Regions from separate parts of the Mus musculus genome. Here regions 2, 3 and 4 are each linked to region 1. A link is a contact called in public HiChIP or PLAC-seq, Micro-C and promoter capture Hi-C data. All regions are on one chromosome and are shown on one strand. Each heading gives the region's core, a stretch centred on a gene start, on an enhancer-like site or on the middle of the called end of the contact. The rest is flanking DNA. Distances are from core to core; before and after follow the strand shown.

What was found. Promoter capture Hi-C pulls out the DNA fragments that hold promoters and counts their contacts. Hi-C and Micro-C count contacts between places; a contact is called where the count stands out from the background. HiChIP or PLAC-seq counts read pairs in DNA pulled down with a chosen protein or histone mark.
Region 2: a contact with region 1 is called in a promoter capture Hi-C map of liver, with 3 times the contacts expected there. The contact joins the promoter of BC028528 here to the promoter of Pias3 in region 1. A contact is called at or near these places in 4 of 39 promoter capture datasets (cranial neural crest, hippocampal neurons, liver and 1 more) and 1 of 115 datasets of contacts at active chromatin or transcription factors (pancreatic cancer cells).
Region 3: an HNF4G HiChIP or PLAC-seq map of pancreatic cancer cells shows a contact between it and region 1. The contact joins the promoter of Mtmr11 here to the promoter of Pias3 in region 1.
Region 4: a Micro-C map of embryonic stem cells shows a contact between it and region 1, with 3 times the contacts expected there. The contact joins the promoter of Bcl9 here to the promoter of Pias3 in region 1. A contact is called at or near these places in 2 of 39 promoter capture datasets (the C10 cell line and liver) and 2 of 484 Hi-C or Micro-C datasets (both in embryonic stem cells).

What each region holds. Positions count from the first base shown.
Region 1 is chr3:96,695,525-96,698,741 of GRCm38.p6, reverse strand. It overlaps Pias3 (protein inhibitor of activated STAT 3), which reads right to left and starts at 1,666. Exons shown (of 14, transcript NM_001165949.1): 1 at 1,547-1,666. The coding sequence starts at 1,570.
Region 2 is chr3:95,890,524-95,893,740 of GRCm38.p6, reverse strand. BC028528 (cDNA sequence BC028528) reads left to right here and starts at 1,786. Exons shown (of 6, transcript NM_153513.4): 1 at 1,786-1,856. The coding sequence starts at 1,811.
Region 3 is chr3:96,160,256-96,163,472 of GRCm38.p6, reverse strand. Mtmr11 (myotubularin related protein 11) reads right to left here and starts at 1,503. Exons shown (of 17, transcript NM_181409.3): 1 at 1,215-1,503; 2 at 754-844; 3 at 260-381; 4 at 1-5. The coding sequence starts at 1,280. Otud7b (OTU domain containing 7B) reads right to left here. Exons shown (of 12, transcript NM_001025614.1): 12 at 2,344-3,217.
Region 4 is chr3:97,225,787-97,229,003 of GRCm38.p6, reverse strand. It overlaps Bcl9 (B cell CLL/lymphoma 9), which reads left to right and starts at 1,640. Exons shown (of 10, transcript NM_029933.4): 1 at 1,640-1,786.

The DNA of each region.
Region 1 (3,217 bases), core at 417-2,916:
AATTTGCCGGGCGTGGTGGCGCACGCCTTTAATCCCAGCACTCGGAAGGCAGAGGTAGGCGGATTTCTGGGTTCCAGGCTAGCCTGGTCTACAAAGTGAGTTCCAGGACAGCCAAGGCTACACAGAGAAACCCTGTCTCGAAAAAAACAAAAAAACAAAAAAAAACAAAAACAAAAAAAAAGTTAAGTTTATTAGGAAGCTGTCCTAAGGGAATCGCCATAGGGTGGAGGAAAGGGGGGGGGAACGCACAAAATGTCTGGATTATATAGGGAAGAACCTTGGGGGAAGGGCAGCCCAGCCCCTGGGCTGGAAAGTTTAGGGTTGAGGCCTTAGAATGCCAGGTAGGGACTGAGGGATGCTGGGAGAACCTGGAGGCCAGGGCTGCTTTGAGATGTAAAATATGCACCTCAGCCCCCTTGTCCTGGGGTCTGAAACCAAACAGTCCAGAACTACCATCTTCCTTCTTTCTCTCATACATGGTATATTCATAGATAGCCACCAGGGTGGGAACCAAGGCAAACTTCTCAACAGAGACCCCAAGAGAATGAGAATGGGGTCTGTGAACCAAAGCACAGAAGTCAGCTCTTAAACGTGGATGGCCCAATGGCTAGAACTCAGGCTTACTCGGGACAAGGATGGGGCGAAGCCAGAAGATGGGGGAATGAAGGTCTAAGGTTCTGTAGGATATCTTCTGGTGTGGTTCCTTGGAGACTGTGTTGTGGTGGGGCAAGATCTCTCTCCTTCTAGGGCTCCCTTCTGTGAATGTCTAGAAGACCTAGTCACGGGTGGACCATTAGCTCTCCCAAGTTCTTTTCCTCCTGGTCTCCTTTTCAGGAATGTGATGAAAACCTTGTCCTTCTCTCTACCTTTCCATCCTTGGCTCCTCCTACTTGTTTTTATTTCTCCACTGGCTCAATAACTTTTTTTCTATCCAGTGGTTCACACTTCTCTACCTCTCCAACCACAGGACCTCATTAGGACAGTTCCTTACTCTAAGCCTCCAGGATGCTCCTGCCTCATCTCTTAAGGTACGCTCCTGTACAGCCCCGCCCCCTTACGTCTCAGCCCCCCTATCGGTACTGCCCAAGGCTCGGATGCCCACAGCAGCCCCAAGCCTAAGCTTCAGGTCCCCGGGAGCTTGATAACATCTGGTCCTCGGGTCCCATCCCTACGGCTCCCCCTCACTGTCACACCTCTTGGCCTGATGGACTCACCCCTACGCCTCTAGAGGAGCTTTCCCTCGCCCGCCTGTACCCTGCAACTACCTACTACTAAAAGCGGCTACGGCCCCGCGTCCCCGCCCCTTGTGCCTCGGCCCTCCGGGGCGACAATTCCCCCCTCCGCCCCACCCCTGCATCTGCCCTGCGGCCCCGCCCCCGGGGCGCCACCGCAGCCCCTTTTCGCGGCCGCTGCCCGCGCATCCCTGTAGCCAGTCCCTGCCACGTCGCCCGCACCCACCCCATCCCGCTGCGCCCAGCCTGGTCGCCTCCCCGCCTCAGCGGGCAGCCGAGCGAGTCCTGCTGGGGCTGGGGGAGGGGGCCGGTACCTTTAACTCGCCCAGCTCCGCCATCTTGAGACATCGCAGGCGCCCCAGCCCGAGCCGGAGCTCAGGCCCAGGGACCGGCGCAAACTCTCCGCCCCAGCGCCGGCCGCAAAGGCCGCCTGCTCCGCCCCGTCCGGCCCCCTACACCTCCCCTTCCCGGCCCCGCCCGCCGGGCTCCGGACCGCCGCCGGCCTCGCCCCTTCTCCTGCAGCCGGATGGCCGGGGCAAGTCTCCCGGCGGCGGGAGACACGGTGGCCCCGCAGGGAGTGTGCAGCCCGGGGATCTCGGGGCCCTGCGGGTAACGACGAGAAGGCGGACCCGAAGGGATGGGCTTTTAGGCAGCCAAGGATACTTGAAAGATGGAGGGAAAGTATCCGGAACTGCCGGAGCTCCGAGGGATGGGGGAGGGGCGGCGAAGTTGGAGCCCCTGTCCCCCGGAGATCTCCGCCGCAAGTTTAGTTAGCGAAATCCCAGAGTCCCGCCAACTCTGAAAGTGATGCTCTCCTGTCCTTTTTGGGGGAAGTTGGGGACTTGCGAACTGTTGGAGACGGCTGTTCCGAATTCTTCACCTCCCCCGAACACAGCAATTACAAGCTTAGGTCCTGCTAGCGCCATACGACTCAAGGCTTGACAGGCAACAAAGTTGGGTGCGGAAAGCAGGACTTACCCGCAGAGTTGCGGGGGTGAGCCCCGGTGCAGAAAGGGCTCGCGCAGCTCCGGCAGTCTGCTGCACGGCTGGAGTTCAGTCGGGCAGCTGGACGCTGCAGCCGCAGCACCGCCCGGGCCTGAGCTCCGCCCGGCCAAGCGTTGCTGCTGGGGCCGCCCCCTCCAGGGTAAGCCCGCCAGGACCTCGGAGAGGGGAGAGGGGCGGAGCCCAGGAGCCGGGCGGGAGTTATTAACTCCTCTGAGCGCTGAGGAGAGAAGAGATTCTGGGCATTCAAAGTTTGAGTAGTCCTTTGATCCCTTGCGGGAGGGAGTGTAGAGCCTGGACTGGGCTGGACTGGGACTATGTGCATTGGGACTCTGGTTGTTTAGAAAGGTTATAGGATGAGATCTCCATCTATCTGGGGGAAAACCTGGGCTACAAATGGAAAATAAGCAGCCCAATCCCTACAGATAACCCTCTATCTCCCAACCTCCAAATATGCTTTCAGTAACTAGGGATCCCACAGTTGGTGAACACAAGGAGATACAGGTACAGAAGACACACTTCTGCCCCTCTTTAAAGTGCCTACTTCCTCCTCCAAAGCTTTGGACCCTCCAAAGGGCCCTGTTTCAACCAAGTTGGTCACTTAACCTGACGATTTGAGTAGTTCATTTCTTTGTTTGTTTGTTTGTTTGTTTGTTTTTCGAGACAGGGTTTCTCTGTGTAGCCCTGGCTGTCCTGGAACTCACTCTGTAGACCAGGCTGGTCTCGAACTCAGAAATCCACCTATCTCTGCCTCCCGAGTGCTGGGATTAAAGGCATGAGCCACCACTGCCTGGCTGAGTAGTTCATTTCTATATCTATAAAGATAGCTACTTTAAGGCACTGTTCCTTATACTAGTTATCGTAAAAACTCCACATTTTATAGTTGTTTGGGGCCTCAGGGATAATGTCATTTGTCCAGTAAATATTTGTAAAGGGGGGAGGTAAATATTAAAGTGGCAATCAGGGATTGCTAGGTGCTGAGG
Region 2 (3,217 bases), core at 537-3,036, 810 kb after region 1:
CTGGCGCCTTGGCCACGGTTTCCTTTCTTTCGGTAGAGAAGGGTGATAGCCACCCTACCTATTACTAGAGGAGCTTTGTCGGAGGAAGATCCTGTTTGACTCTAGAGACAAATAAAAAAGAGCACAGGATAGAGGTTGTGGGAAGATAGGGACGGACATTGTTCTTAAGTTGAATTAGAGGAAATGACCCAGAGAAGCATCCTGAGGGATCAAAGTTAGGCTTAAAAGTTGGAACTCTTTGGGCAGCCTGGTATAGGAATTACGTCTTAAATGAAGCCTCCACTTGTATTCTGTAATGACAGAATGAGAAAAGCAGGAGGAGCCGGGAGAGAAATATTAGGAAAATGTTTGGAAGGAATCGTGGAGTCACAAAGCAACTAGAGCAATGGGACTGAGAGGAAATTACACCCATCCCCTCCACCCCCGCCCCACGCCGAGCTGCTTGGTTCCTTTGATGTCATACTTCCTTTATTTATAGTCTGGAAAATAAACTTGAGTGGTGTCTTTTCCTCAGGCTGGGGAGAGAGATTTCATATTATCAGGAATCATCATTTGTATGAGGACGGGTTGGTCCTTAGGAGTCTGCAGAACAGAGGAATCCTATGATGGGATCTGAGCATTTTGATCATATATGAGAAAAATCGTTTTTTGAGGGTACATACAAAGCAACAACAAACTACAGAAAAATTTAAAAGATTACCGGGCTTCCTGGAGGTTTTTGCAAAAAGTCACTAGGAGGGGAATCAGTGGAGGTGGGGGGGTGGGGGGGATGGGAGGGTAGGGGGGGTGGAGGGTTGGGGGGGTCTGGCGGTCACTAGACACATTGTTCCCCAAGGTTAGGAGGATGGGAACATCTTGGCCAGTGTTCAGGATTCCATGTGTGTTCAACAGGCTGAGTCTGGGCCACTCTTCTCTGTGAGCTGTTAGCAGCTGTGGGGAACAATCTGTGCATGATGAGCCCACAGCCACTTGCACGGTGTTCAAGGACTCATTTTAGATGCTTAGCAAGTATTTACTAGGTATGTGAGGCTTGTGGAGCTTTTCTTTTGTTCTAATAGCTATTTTTATGTGTGTGGGAGGGGGTTGTGTCATGTATATCTGTGCAACATGTATGTGCTCGGTGCTCTTGGAGGCCAGATGAGCACATCAGAACCCTCGGGACTGCGGCTACAGATGATTGTGATCCACCATGTGGTGCAAGGACATAGCCAGGGCTACCTGTGAGGGAGTGGAGAAGAGCAGGGGCTGGAGAAAGGGAAGGAGCCCAGGGAAAATAGACAAATGCAAGAACAATGGATATAGGGAGTACAGTTGTTATAGGAAGGATGCACAGCTGGCAGGGGAGGGGATGGGGAGGGGAGGGGATGCACAGCCGGCGGGGGCTGATAAACATGATAAAAAAGATCATGTTTCCCTCAGAGTGGAGAGCAACCCTGCACAGCAATGGTAACTTAAGGCCTGCAAGAAGGAAGGTGGATTTTGGGGAGCATTGAGAGGGAGGAAGCATAGGAGGGGAGAGGAGAGGGTGAACTTTGGTCCCAGCAGTGGGAGTCCTGAGCGGACCTAATCCAGGGCTAGGGGCTCTCCAGGAATAACAAGTTAGCATCCAACAAGGGGGTTAAGGGGGTTGGCTCTAGGTCCAGCAGCTATGTAAAGATCTACGGAGCGAGTAGGCGGAGAGTTCTGTCCCCTGGGAGAAGAATCACTCCAGTGCCCTCCCAGCTTCACAGCAGCAGGGGAGGCGGGGTAAGTGTGGTGGGAAACAGCAATTTCCTCTTTTAACTTACACAGTGATAGTGCAAAACCCAGAATGGATGTCCTCTTTATAGCCCTCCTTGTTGCACCACTCATCCTGGGTAAGTCTCCTTCTGACCCTGGCCTTTTGTGCCAGGTCTTTTGCTATAAATGGGATGAGAGAAAAGGAAACAGAGAGCAGTACGTCGGGCATTTCAGCGGGGAGCTGTACTGCTTTTCTCAGCTGTTGGAGTCCAGGGTTGGGGGCAGAGCAGGGATCTGGAAGGTGGAGCCAGGAAACCAAAGGCAAAGCAAAGCGAAGTCTTGTCAAATAAGACACAGGCCGGTGGAGGATGGGACTCTAAAGAGAGTTCCTTCGGCAAGACTGAACTCAGATTTCTGTTCCTGTCACCACAGAGCTGAGCAGGAGAGTGAGGAGCCATAAAGGAAAGAAGTGGGCGCTTGGAAGTCAAGGGAGCAACATCAGTGAGCGAAGCCAGAGGCTCTCCTTTCCACAAAGCACAAGGAAACAAACAAACCTCCTATTAGCAAAGACATAGGTGCGAGAGCCAAGCTGGATGGCACATGCCCAGCGCTTGAGACATAGAGGGGAAAGGGTCAGAAATTCAAGGTCATCCTTGACTACTTAGTGAGTTCCTGACTAGTCCCAGGTGAATAAGAAGCCCTCAGCTGGGTGTGGTGGCTCACGCCTTTAGTCCTAGCACTCTGGAGGCAGAGGCAGGCAGAGCTTTGAGTATGAGGCCATCCTGGTCTACAAATCCAGTTCCAGGACAGCCAGGACTATACAGAGAAAGCCCTGCCTCAAAAACAAATAAATAAATAACAAACAAACAATTACCCCTGTACCAAAAAACAAAACCAAGCTTGGTGTGGTGGCTCGCTCCTTTAATCCCAGCATTCCTGAGGCAGAAACAGAAAGGTCTCTGTGAATTCTAGGCTAGTTTGGTTTACTTGGTGGTTTCTACATTGGTTACAGATACATAGCAAACAATGTCTTTTAAAAAATAAAAGAAGCCTGGCATGGTGGCACACCCCTTTAATCCCGGCACTTGGGAGACAGAGGCAGGCGGATTTCTGAGTTCGAGGCCAGCCTGGTCTACAGAGTGATTCAAACAAAAAGAAAAAAAAAAGAAGAGAAAAGCCAGTATAGGTTGGCTTAGGCCAGTAGAAAACTGGCTGCCTTCAGGGACACGATCCCAAGAGTAGTTTGGCTCCTTCCCCTCTTTGTTCTCAGCCAGGTGTGTCACTGTTTTCCTTTCCTTTCAATCCTGTGTCCTTAGTTTGGGGTTGGAGGGATGTGTTTAGCAGAAGGCCTAGAATTCTGGATTCAGTAAGCAAAGCCACACAGTGTTAGTTTTGGAAGGGGAGAGACGCTACGATGGGTCATCTGGTCCAGCTGACTTATTTTTAAGGAAGGTGATACGAGCCCAGCTGTGGTGCTGCATGCCTTTAATGCCGGCAT
Region 3 (3,217 bases), core at 254-2,753, 540 kb after region 1:
GTATCCTAAAGGAAGCACAAGACTGATGCTACAGACATGACAGCCATCCCTGTCTTGCCTTGCTGCCTCCGCCCCTCCCCCGTAGAAGGCAGCTTCCATAGAAATAATTCTACCATTTACTGATACATTCACAAGAAAAACAGAGCATTGCTATGTAGCCTAGGTTAGCCTGGAACTCTCATGGTCTTCCATCTCAACGCCCCACCCCCCAACTGCTGGGACACCGCACCAAGCTTTTCTATTACACTAATCACCTCACCTGCTTTCGCTGCCATCCACAAGGCTGGAAGGTTACCCTAAAGTTAGTGCAGATCAGAGTTCCAGGCAGGTCTAGTCCTGGCCCTTTCCTTCGTCCTGGTGCCCATGCTAGGATATGCTCCCCTAAAAGGGAGAAAGAGAAGCAAAGGTCTAACTATCCCCAATGCTGCCCCACACTTCTATGTGGCTACTCGTCTATCCTTAGATGTAAAATTGAAGGAAAAGAATAGACTTTTTTTTTTAACTTCTAAAACCCTGCATAGAACGTGGCACATATACACTCACTGGTCTTTGGATAGTTAATAAGAAAAGTGGTAGCCGGGGTGAGAAAGCAGAATGAACAATGTCCAGGCCTTCCACAAGCTCTGAGGAAGGAGGCAGGAGAATGAGTCTCAGAAACACTTCGAGGAAAGGAATAGGGAGTATCTTTGGTGAAAACAAAAAAGGATGGGGTAGGAAGACTTTTAAAGGAATCTAGAGAGGTCATTTTATTACCTGGGAGACAACCAGAGGCCAGGCAGCTGCCAAGCTGATGACTGCTGGGCTCCGGCATCCTGTTCCCTGGGTTAGACTTCGGTCCAGAGAGCTGAGCAGGGGAGAGAGTTAATCTGGGACCCCCTAAACTCAGAATCTGGGATTTCTCCAGTAGCTGCCTTTGGAGACCCGCATTGAGTTCATTTGTTCGGGTTCTTCCCCCCCCCCCCCCCCCCCTTCTCTGCTCTGCTCTCCTCTCCTCTCAGGGAAATTGAGATCACTGACTGCGGCTGGCAGACAAGACAAGGAGGGGCTGGTTAATGGATAATGAGACAACTCGAGACTGAAAAAGGCAGACGAGCTCCATAACAGTTGATAAAACAGATACACCCTCCTCCTCTGAATCCTTTCCTTCCCCTTTAATTTCCACAGCATCCCATTCACACTCTCTTGTTAGCTACCCTCCCATTCCTTTTCCTTACCCCCATCTCTGGCTCCTCCTTCTGGGGGGCAATGTTGAAACTCTGGCCCCGGCCCCCCCACCACATTTCCCTGGCTCCATCCGGGAGTAGAGCAGCTAAGGGTGGGAGTCCTCAAAGATGCTGGCTCTTTTTGGGGAGAGGCTAAATCCTAGAGGTGGGGAGAAAGAGGCTGGGGAGGACGCAGCGGTAGCGGCATTTCGGATACCAGGAGCACAGTTCCAGGGGTCTTATTTGAAAGGTGTGTCCTGCCCAGACAGGGGAGGCTCTTTGGAAACTTCGGTGACTCTAAGAGAACAGGCAAGATGCCCAGCCCCTTAAAGGAGAATACGCAATTTTTTTTTTCAAAGTAGAAAGGAAATGGAGGAGCTTAAGAAAGATGGGAGGAATGGGGGAACTGGGGATACCCAGATTCCCTTAACCCACATCCACATTTTAGTCTCTTTCTGTTCGTGAATATTAGTGGGTGTGACGAGGGGAGCAGTAGTTAAATGAAAACATTTTGGGCTAGCTCTCTATACTTTTTCAATGAGAGATGAAACACTAGGAAACTCAGTTATTTTGGTTTCGTTTATTCATGGGTTTTGTGATTTTGTTCATTTTCAGCCTCCTCTGACAACCTAACGGGTTGAGAAGGGGACATAAAGGGAACTGAACCTTGTGTCCTTTTCTGGAGAGCGTGACAGGCCCAGGGGCAGAATGGAGTGGACGGAAATTGGTGTGTCTGGGATGCAGACACAGCACAGGTATTTTGGTGTGCAAATCTCGGCAGTGGGGCGGGAGCTAGAAAACCCAGAAAAAGATCGTGGTATATCTAAACCAGCCTTTGCGCCCGGCGAGCGCACCTCCCCACTCCCGCAGCCACCTATTCCTATGGAAAGCCCAGCCCCAGGTACATGACTCCGCCCCTCCAACCCAGTCACCAGATCTCCTAATGAATGATTCATGTTCTGGACTTTGAAAGCTAAGGACTGGAAAACTCTTTTCAGCTCCAGGATCACATTTCCCCCTCCTTCCCTGCTGAATTTAAAAAGCAAAGATGGGGCTGTAGGGCACTGAACAGAGATGCTAAGGAGGGCAGCTTGAGGGCAGCATGTTTCAACACGGAGAAGACAGGAAATGAAATACAAAATAGGTGTTAATGAGCTGCTGTTTTATTGTTTTTGAGTCTGTACAGAGGCAGCAATCCTTAGGTGGGGGCCGTGACATTCAACACTCCCTTCCCCACAGCACACATCCTTCCAGCCTCAGCTTCCAAAGTTCTCTTTGTTGGCTGCAACTGTGGAAATAGTGAACTAGCATGAGCAGAGACTGGAACAAACAGGTATGTACTTGCTAGCAAGCTGGTCTAGACGCCTGATTGTAGAAGTCCTAAAGACTGCTGGTCACCACCACCCCACCACACACCTCAATGCTTCTGGAATAAAGTATGTAGTAAGGAACAGCTTAGGAACAGGTGTGCCAAAATCCCATGACCTACTTTTCTTCTCCCCACCACTTTCCTCCGAAAGCCTCATTCTGTTCTTTAATATCTTGAGGTATGGGAACAGCAGAATATAGAGGGAATGGTCAGGACGGAGAGAAGTGATGTGATCATCGCCTAACCAGAAGCACAAAGGGGCTGCAGTTGAGGATTAGGTTAACAGGAAGACTCTCACCACCTGCAGCACAAATGCAGATAGATGTCCACTGGATGGAAAGGGGATAGAGAGGCAAGGAGCTGTGTCAGATTTTTCCATTTTCAGACCCTCGCTCTGGTTATAGGTTTGTGCCAGGAGCAAGGGCTGCTGGGAGGGGTAGCTGGAGGAGGAAGGTGGAGCTGAGTGACTCACAGGATGAATCACAGATCCAGTTATAAACACAGAAAGAGGCCAAGGTCCTTCCCACCCCACTGCTTAGACAGCTTCTATCACTTCCTCTACCCCCAACTCACACAGCCAAGGGAAGGAGAGGGCACAGGAATTGTACATGGAAGCATGATAGTATTTTGTTAAACAGCTTAAGCA
Region 4 (3,217 bases), core at 391-2,890, 530 kb before region 1:
CCAGGGAGAAACTGTATGGAAACCCATATGGCCAGTTGTGAGTTTTGCGAAGATTGGAAAGTAGTGAGTGAACTTTATTATTTAGCGTTCTATTATATACCATCCTTTACGACAGCACTGCTCCTTAAAAGGGTACCACAGGAAGGTTCCCTATTTTATATAGAGAAAAGCGGAGGCAGTAGTGGCTGTCCTGGTTAAACCCATGTAGGTCTTTTGGCTATGTTGCTTGCTTCCATCTTCGGGGAGACTGTACATTCTCAGGTACACAGAATCCACTTAACTGTTAGAAACGCTTTGGACCAGTGCACAGAGTTGCAGGAGAATCCTTAAGATCAACTCCGCAAAGTACAAACTCGAAGATTAGTAGGGTTTTGTGGGGAGGGCAGACAGTAACGATGGCTGGTCAAGGCAGTAACACGGCCCCACAAAATAAGGATAACAGGAATCTGAGCAAGGCGCATTAACCAAGATGTGAAAAAGTGCTACCTAATGAGCTAACATCTAACTTCACAGGGGTAGTGCTGAACGCGTCGCCCTCGAATTCTCAACATCAAAGCTCTTCCAAAAAATAAAATTAAGTGAGTGATACTGTGGTTGGGAGAAGACCTGGAGGCCGGGGCAGAAGGTGCTCTCTGGAAACCATAGGTAGTGCTGGCCAGGCAGGGCGGGGCGGGGCAGGGCCCGAGGTGAAGGAGACCTTGCTCTAGCCACAGCGCCAGCAGGACCCCAGAGAGTCTGTTCTGGGAAGAGGGAGAAGAGTGCAAGCCGAGGGGACCAGCTTTCCAGAGGGAAGAAAGCCCTCACGGGCAAAGGTAGAGTGGACACCTAGGGGCGGATGGGTGGGCTGGGGGAAGCAAGGCGGAATCGCAGTGGAGAGGTGCGAGGAGGTGGCATGAAGACTGAAGACTAGGCCCGACCCTGAACGGCGGGCGAGTGAAGGAAGATCGGTTCCTTCTGCAGCTCCCAGTTAGTTTCTGTCAAAGATGGCTAAATTCCACTCTGCCCTTCCCCCTCCCGCGCCTTTTCTAATCCCCTTCGGTGGCTCCAGTACTGCTGGAGGCCATGGGGAGTCTGGGTGAATGAGCGCCGGGAGGAGGGTGAGGAAGGAAGAGAACCTCCCCGCCGCACCACCCGCCCCGTGGGTCCTGCAGGAGGATCTTTTAGTTGAAAAAGAGGGTTCTGTGGCTTTAAACCGGGGAGTGGGCGTCACCGCGGGGGGACCCGGTGACTAGCCGGGGCGGGGTTGGATGGGAGGGGTCATGCAAAGCAGAAGGCGGTGCCGTCGGGGCGGGGCCGTGGGTGGGCGGGGCGCGGGCGGCTTCTCTTGAGCCAGGCGCGGGAGGGGGCGGAGGCCGCGGCGGGCTGGTACCATCGATCGCCTTCGGGGAGGGGGACGGGTGCCATTCCCCCGGAGGGGGCGGGCCCTGGCGGCGGCGGGGCCAGGGCCCCATTCCCCGCCGGGCGGGCCGGGGGAGGGGCGCGCCTCCGCTCGCGTCCGAGGCGGGGCCCGCGGTACCTTTCGTGGCACGGTGCGGCTGGGGGAGGGTCGAGGGGAGGGGGAAGGGGCGGGCCTGGGAGGGGGAGCCGGAAAGGGGGAGGCACCGGCGGACAATGGAGCCTATGTGTGCCTGCGGGAGTGGGACGGCGCCGCCGCCGCCGCTGCCGCCGCCGGGGGGAGACGCTGCGCTGCTGCTGCCGCTGGTCCGGGCCCCGGCCCCCCGGGGCTGAGAGCAGCCGGGGACCGCAGCTCCCGCCCGCGCTCGCCCCTCCCCCTCTCCGGCCCGGGGTAAGTGGCCCCGGGGAGGGGGAGGGGCGGGCCGGCGCGGCGGGGGCCGGGTCCGCGTGCGCGTGTGGCCGGGGGGCCTCCGGGGGTCGGGGCGCTGGCTTGGCGAGTTGAGTCTGGAGGAACCTGTTGGGGGAGGCGGGGGAGCCTCGGGAGCTATGGGAGAGACCGGGGCATCTCTCGGGGTTTTAGAGGTTGTGTCCCAAAGCTGTGCTTGGAGAGGTTACCTGAGGGGAGATGACCGTCTCGGGGTCTTGGGATGGAGGGGCGATGGAGAGGAAAGAGCGCGCGAAATTAGGAATTTCGGGTTGAGTTTGTAAGACCCGGGAGATGCGTAGAGGGGAGAAAGGGGACTCCGCAGGCCAGTGACTTGTTGAAGGGTTGGGGGAGGTGAAAGCCTAGAGGAATGTCTTGAGTTGTAAAGGGTTCCAGCAGGTGAGTTGGCGACGAATGAGTTAGGTCACTGAGTCATTGTGAGGGTCGTAGAACACACCAGTGGTTTTCAAATTGGAACCCTAGAGGCTGGCTGGCCTTTGAAAGTTGCAAAGACTATTAAGATGTCACTGGTAAGTGTTGGGTGAGCTTGGTGAAATGGAGTTATCCTAAGGAAAACAAGTCGCAGAGTTGGTGGTTAGTCCAGAGGGAAGGACCACGGCCTGTAGTAGTACTGCTGGGAACGTTATGTTAAAGCTGCCAAGGATGAGAAAGAAAGCTTGAAATCTGTCCCCCAAGAGCCTTAGTCTGCTGGAGGTAAGGAAGGGCGTTTTTTTAAATGTTAAAAGAGTTATTCTGAGGCCAAGATTGGAGTCAAAGTCATTAGGTAGGGTAGTGAAATGGATGCAAATATGCCTCTGTGGACATAATCCAAGGCAGGATGCAGTGGATACAGAGTTACACTTTAGTTAAAGCAAGAACAAGTCACCCCCTGACAGTGACGTCAGCGGCCATGTAAAAAGTCAATTTGATGGTGCATTTGTTAGCGTTTGATAAACTGTGGAATTAAATGGTTATTTTGGCGACAGAGACCTGGGCTCTTGTGTAGGGAACACAGTGATGAATTAGTTACAGGAGGTGAGGAGTAGGTAGTGAAATAGTCAAGATGTTGGGAGGTAAGACTTGTTTAGAACCTGTGACTTGGAGGCTTTTAAGTCTGGTTGGTTTGAAAGTTTTTGACTGGACACTAGTCACCAGGGAGTTTATCATGAAGAAGTGTTTGTGTGCAAATCTGATGGTCCTGGGGACCAGTAACAAAGTCTTCTCTCTTCTCTTGAAAAGGCCTATACTATTGACAGGGATGGACTAAGAAGAGGGTCTCTTAGTTCCGGTGTTGCAAACATGCTTTGAGGAATGTATGAGTGTGTATATGACATTTGATAGCTTTATGACCTAGAAGTTGGATATTGAGCCTTGAAAGTCTTTGTAATCAGTTGCTGG